Regions from separate parts of the Zea mays genome. Here region 1 is linked to region 2. The links are chromatin contacts, called in public Hi-C maps. All regions are on one chromosome and are shown on one strand. The core of a region is the stretch at or near the end of the contact, and the rest is flanking DNA. Distances in the headings are between cores, read along the strand shown.

Evidence for each region. Hi-C and Micro-C count contacts between places; a contact is called where the count stands out from the background.
Region 1: a contact with region 2 is called in a Hi-C map of leaf, with 4 times the contacts expected there. The contact joins the promoter of LOC103650176 here to the promoter of LOC100384248 in region 2. A contact is called at or near these places in 5 of 25 Hi-C or Micro-C datasets (bundle sheath, ear, leaf and 1 more).

Annotation. Positions count from the first base shown.
Region 1 is chr3:68,380,575-68,383,883 of Zm-B73-REFERENCE-NAM-5.0, reverse strand. LOC103650176 (Acyltransferase-like protein chloroplastic) reads right to left here and starts at 1,458. Exons shown (of 13, transcript XM_008675815.4): 1 at 952-1,458; 2 at 738-789. The coding sequence starts at 1,342.
Region 2 is chr3:67,548,502-67,552,142 of Zm-B73-REFERENCE-NAM-5.0, reverse strand. LOC100384248 reads left to right here and starts at 1,359. Exons shown (of 14, transcript NM_001322022.1): 1 at 1,359-1,539; 2 at 1,670-1,730; 3 at 2,593-3,157; 4 at 3,242-3,401; 5 at 3,634-3,641. The coding sequence starts at 2,632.

The sequences.
Region 1 (3,309 bases), core at 209-2,708, 830 kb before region 2:
GCCGAGAATCATATCATTAATAATTTGAACAGTAGTTGATGAAACTATAATACTACATCCGTTCTCGAATATTTGTTGCCTGTTAGTTCATTTTCGAACCAAACGGCGATAATAAAAAAAAAGGAGCGAGTAAAAGGCTGCTTCATATTGATCACAATATATAATCTGTGGTGCTGATGATGTAGAGGCTCCTACTCCCAGTAGATGCTGTGACACGAGAGTGAAGACAAAACAAGAAGGGACGAAAAAGGGGAAGAGCACTTGTGTCACATGGGTGGGTTTAGCGTTATTAGAAAAGATGCCAAAAAGAATGCATCAACATCTTGTGGGTTAGTTAGTGGTCATCTTTTTTCTTTCCATAGCTCTGTTGACAAAGAAGCTGGACTAATCAGAAAGAAGGCAGTCTTTTATGCTTGACTAGGAATAAAGCTGGACACTCTACTACCACTACCAGTGAGTGAGTCAGTGACATGGCCCAACCAACCAACCAATACTAGCAGAAGCTTGTGTAGCTCATGTCGAAACATAAGCAAAGAAAAGCTACCGTTAATCGTTCAGTAATTTTTCAATGAAGTTTGCAGGAAGAAAGAGTGAAAAAAGTTTTCTTTAAAGAAAAGGTGGATTTATTGTGAATAAATTTCGCTCGGGACTGTCTAATCCTTTTATTAACAATAAACGGCAATAAAAATATTAATTAATACAGAAAAAGGAGAAGAGGAAGAAGAAAAAGGACTCACTTGCCCAAAGACTTGTGGTGCAGGATGAGTCCCGTGCCGACGCCATCCATTCCTGCATATAGTGTTGTCAATTCGCTGTGGATCACTAGGCATGTACAGAAACAGAAAGGAAACCAAACCAGAATGATTCCTCCGTTTGCCCAGCACCTCCAGCACCTCTTCAAAGACAAGCATTGGGATGATTGATTTTGGTGAGCTGAAGAAACGCACGCACCTGGCAAGAAGAGCAGCAGCGGCGCTTGGTCCACGGCCGGGTGGCCGCACTCGACGGGAGAGAACCAGCGCGGCGGCCCACCGTCGTCCCGGCACAGGACCTTGGCCGCCGCGAAGTAGTCCTTGACGGTCACGGAGCCGAAGCCGTCGTCGTAGAGGACCTCCAGCCCCCTCTCCTGCTCCTCCTTCACCGGCAGTCCCTCGTTGTCCTTATCCTCCTGCACCTTCTCCTTCCTCTCCACCGCGGCCTCTGCAGACCCGTTCACTGTCACCGTCACTGCCGCCGACGCCTCGAGGGAGCTCGCGCGGAGGGCGAACCGCGCCTGGAGTCGGGCGCTGCGGCGTCCCGCGCCGACAGCGACCGGGGGAGGACGGAGCGCCGCTACGGGCATGGCCGAGGTTGGGCGGGAAGAAGGAAGAAGGCGCTGCTGGGTGGGTTCGAGGAGAAACGAGGACGAAGCAGGGGAAGGGAGTAAAGCGTAGCTGCGTAGGGAGCAGGCAGTGGACGATTGATTAAAAAACACACAATTGTTTTATACTGGGTGCACGTGAATGATTGTGGTTTGCCGTGGGGCACGTAGGTTGGCAAGCGTTCCAGACAGAGCCATGTCTTATTTTTTTAATAATAGTAATATATATATTATTATTATATAATTTATGACATCAAAATGAGCCAGCGGGATCTATAGAGATGTGATTCCGATCCTAAAGTGCTAAAATTTAGTTGATAACATGCATACAGTATAAAACAAACATAGTTCATAACAATCATCACTTTATAGTTCACAACTTAGAGCTCACAATCACTTCATATTTTACAACTCACGACATTTTTCATAACATTAAACACACTAATATAACATCGTCCAGCTAAGCATCAACATAACTTAAAATATATTTTTTGGTTCAAAGTCTTCTAATGTCATGAATACCTGACGATGTTTCCAACCTTTTTTATAATTTAAGACTAATACTGTAAATCCTTAAAATATGGTTTAAAGTATTAGCTAGTTCTAGGAAAAAAAAACTAGATTGTATCTTAACTTCTTAAGTCTATGTTCTACTTGTGAAGCATGCTCTCTATTAAATAAAAGTGATTTAAAGATTTTTTTCAAAAGATTTATAATTCAAAATGTTTCTTAATCGGGGATTCCTCACCTTTTAGGATATTTAAACATTTTCCTAACAATAAAATAATTAATAAATATGTTTAAAATATGTGCATACATGCTGGTATTTTGTTTGAGCATTCAAGTTGGAATTTGAAATTCAAAATAGAATCGAATTAGTAATTTGAATTTAAAAAAGGAATCAGAAATAAGACAACAAAAGGAAAAAAAGAGAAGAGGTAAACACCGTCTGGGCCGAATTCTGCCCGTCGGCCCAGTGACCCCTCATCACGCAGCCCGCGCCCGGCCGCACTAAACCCCTGCGCCGACATGTGGCCCCACGGCGTGAGCCACATAGCTCACCACCAAGCGGGGCCCAGCCTATAGCTAGTGATGCATCCGCATTAGCTGATCACATGAGACTTACGGTGGGCTCGCTATGTCAGGTGTCGTCTTCCCGCAACAACCGTGTCGAGGTCGTTGGGATATCCCGAGGATCACGCGCGGCCAGCTGGATTCGCCTGGCTGGGGGATGCCATGTTCATGTGCCTATAAATAATGTGACCTCCCCTCCGGTTCTTCCTCACGCAAATGCACCAAGTCCATCTCCATCATCGGGGGAGAAGTAGTGATTTTGGGAGAACCGAGTTAGGTTGCCACCACTGCCTCTACGATTAGCCCCGGTCTTCACCGCCCTGGCTTCGACGGGTGGTCGTGAAGATCCACCTTCGGCCAGGGATTATTTTGGTGTGGGTTGCCACGCGCGCGACTGACCGGAGGCTACTCAATTACTTGTCTGGGTGATTTCGGGACCAGCAATCTGCCTCTCGTTGGGTCCAGCGTGATCCCCACCTCCGCCCTCGGTGACACCTTCTTCCTTAGCGTCGCCTCATCCCTCTCTTCGGGTAGTGTCAAACTTGTGCTGAGTAGTGCGTAGGTTAGTCACGGATTGCTCGCCAGATGTCGGGCTTGCAGCTGAGCCGCTTCACGTTGTGGCTTGGAACTCTCACGTCGCGATTTCGGTGAGAATTTTGTGGGGGATAGATATCCACTGGGTTCTCACAAACACTAAAACGTATCATGGGCCGCCTAATGGGCTTCCCAATGGTTTGTCCTGTAGGATGGGCCAGCAGGTTATAATCAGGTCGTGTGAACTTGATACAAGAAGACGAAGACCGGCGTCCGAGTTATATGCTACAGAAGCATTGATATCTCGGGTGATGCAGTTGCGCACACCTTAGGAGCTAAAC
Region 2 (3,641 bases), core at 110-2,609:
CTAATCACGCCTAGATTTAAGGCATGGAAAGAAAACTAATCTTTTATTTCTAAATCTGGCCACTAACGGTGGCACCATCCTGTGTCGCGCGAGCAGCCCGCTCCGCCGCGCGCCTGATGTCACGACGACGCCTATATGTTTGTCCGTACATGACATATTTATAGGGACGTGGCGACAGACATATTCGTACAGAATTACACAAATATCCCTATTTCTTTATGCAAGATGTATACAATCTATAGACGGTGTTTCTATCTTTTCGGATGTCAGACGTGATGTGTATGGACCTGTTTGGTTCAGCTTTTTTCTGACTAGCTTTTCTGAGAATCTGACTATGAGGAGAATCTGGCTGTGAGGAGAATCTGAGTATTATTAGAATTACGTGCGGAGGAAGATAAAGATGTTCATAGGGCTCAGGATCTAGAAAGTGATGGATTTCTACTATTGCAAAAACTCAACCGATTATATGTTTATGTTGATTTTGAATAGTTTTTACCTAAACGAATTTTATAAAAGCTGGCTGAAAAGCTGACGTGTTTGGTAGTCCGCAGCAACTTTTGGTGGCCAGAAGATGTAAAAAGCTGAAACAAACAGGGCTATGTCTTCTCCTGCTCATTTGTCCCATCACGAGTCGAAGGTGACGACACATCTTTGGAGATAGAGCTTCGTCTTGCCCTCGATCGTTGTTTCACCGTCCGGAGCATGGAGTCCGAAGTTTCCGAAAACTACCCCCGAAAGAAATTAAACAATAGGCCTTGTTACTTATGGACCTTCGGCAAATCCTTCCCCTAATATATCTATTTATGGTGCATGGTTGGAGGAAGTAACGTGTAACAGGTTGGAAGCAGAGACAGAGTTAATTAACGCACCCCATACTTCAATGTACATGCTGAACAACCCTAACATGACTCTGTTTTAAGAACTATCCACTGCTCTCACGCGTTACAGAAAACAGCTAACTCATCCTCTAATTTATGGACCCGAGATTGTATCTCAGCGCAATTTTCTTTTCTTTTCTTCCTTTTGAAAGGGTCAGCGCATTCACTCGCAGATCCACAGGCTTCTCAATTGGACAACCCCGTCGAATCCCAAGGTCCAACGGCAGCTGCACGCCTGCAGTGCACCCACACGGCCACACCAGCAGCAGCAGCAATGCCACCAAAAGCACATGCGTTTTGTAGGTAGTAGCAGTCCGAGGGAGTCAAGCTGTCCATCCAGCGTTTGCGTTTGCTAGGGAGAAAACGTAAAATACATCAACTCCCCACAAAGTGACACGAACACTAGCGGCACCCCACCCCCCAGCCCCCACACCACCACTGTACACCACTGTAGATCCTTCCTCCTCGTCGTTTCCTCAGCGACTACTTTAATTGCTGTTATCGCATTTGAGGAGGGGAGGCCGGGACCCCGGAAGTCTGCTGCTGCTCCTGCTTTCTAGTACCTGCCCACCTGCGCTTGCATCTGTTGCTTCCCTGCTGCTGGCCTGCGAATCCACCTGCATTTGCTGAGGCTCATCGCCGCGTGTACTCCTGCTCTGTGGTACCACCACTACCTTGTCCTTTTGCTCTCTCCGTTCCATCTCAACCTCGAAATTTCTCCTTTTTTTTTCACCTGCAATCCGACTTCTCGCTGAAGACCGGGGATTCCTTGGTTTTCCTTTGTTCTTCAGGGAGGATTCAGGAAATGCTCGGAGTTGCATTCGGTGGCTGAAACTTCTAGAAGGGTTTGAGGTACAGAGTCCTTCTCCGTCTTCTCCATGATCTCAATCTCATCGGCCTCCCAAAATTTGTCAACTTTTTTTTTCTTTCTTCTTCTTATTCTTCTTTCTTGATTCTCTTCTTCTTCTCTCTCCTCTTGGTCCAGTTCTTGCCCCGCTCCTCCTAACCTCGCTGATGCCGTTGAGGCTATCGCTGTCATCTTCTTGCTTAATGCAGCATCATGTATGTATTTTGTGACGTGAGTTCTGGATCTGATTGAAGGACACATCAGGACCACCTACTCTTTGACTTCCCTGTCAACATTTTTTCTTTTCTTATTTCCTTTTAGATTAGAAATGAACGCGTCCTTCAAATATTACTCTATCGGGATGTGTACGTCGTTTTTTCTCTTCTCTTTTTGCTTTAGAGCGGCTCCAAGAGGTAAGCTAAAAACACAAGATAAATCTCATGATTTAGCCATCCTCTAAAATAAAGTAGAAACCTCTCAAAGAACTAGACAGCTTGGGCAAGTCGAAACACTAGCTTTTCAACCCGGCAACCGCCCTCTGCTCGACGAAGGGCGACAGGATATTTCTGCACGACTTGCCACCTCCTTGCTCCTGGCATGCCGTTGCAGGTACAACCCCATAAACATAAAACTGAAGACTTGTCCTGAGATGGAACAATTCAGAAATGCAAACTCAGCTTCAGTATCTTCTAAAAATATCAAAAATTGGACTACGTGATACGAATTGCTCATCTCTTGGAGTTATTCTTACTTGACTGATTACGGATAGATGAGAAATGTATTTCAGTTGGCAAGTTTTTGCTTCAGAACTTACTGCAAGGTTTTCCCGTATTCTCGTCCTGGTTACTCATTTTATCTTTTGACCAGAGAGTAAGAAGAACTTGAACCTCAGCGGTAAAGAAGAATATGGCAGACACGGTCACGGGCAGTTCAAGGAGGTCACAAGATGACACTGCAACATTAATCCCACACAGTGGCAATTTGGGAGGATCAAGCCGGAAGGGCGTGAAGGCCGCCAGGTTCAAAGATGATGATGAGGTTGTGGAGATCACCATCGTACAGCGCGATTCCATGGCAATCGAAGATGTCAGGGTAGTCGATGATGGCGGCTCAGGGCATGGTGGTGGGTTTGACGGCCTGTCACTTGTGTCACCTTCCTCGTCAAGGAGCGGCAAGCTAGCATCAAAGTTTAGGCAGGTGAAAAATGGGCTAAAGATGAATAACTCAAGCAATAAGGCGCCACAGACACAGTTGGGAAAGAACGTGAGGAAGAGATTGGACAGAAGCAAGAGCGGTGCTGCTGTTGCGCTCAAGGGCTTGCAGTTTGTGACTGCGAAAGTTGGTCATGATGGCTGGGCTGCAGTGGAGAAACGGTTCAACCAGCTACAAGTTGATGGCGTGCTGCTACGTTCGAGATTCGGGAAATGCATTGGTAATTTCAGTGGTCCTATTGAATTCGTATCTGCATACAGCTATTTGAACAACACTAATACAAGCATTGCTTTGGATTGTGCAGGGATGGATGGATCTGATGAGTTTGCAATGCAAGTCTTCGATTCATTAGCAAGGAAGAGAGGGATAACGAAGCAGGTGCTGACTAAGGATGAGCTGAAAGATTTCTGGGACCAACTAAGTGATCAGGGTTTTGACAACCGTCTGCGGACATTCTTTGATATGTTAGTAATTTTGATTAATATCTTATTATTCCTGGCACAATTTCCTTCTCTATGCATAATTGTGTATGATGAGTTATCGAAGTCTAGCTCCACATAAGAAAAATACTTGGCCTTACGAACATGTTATCTTAAAATAACTATGAAGCAAAACTATTGTGTTAGTTTACATGCAGCTGTTGTGTATTCAACAATTTAATTTGGCACTTACCATGTGTTAATCTTTTCTGTCCAGGGTTGACA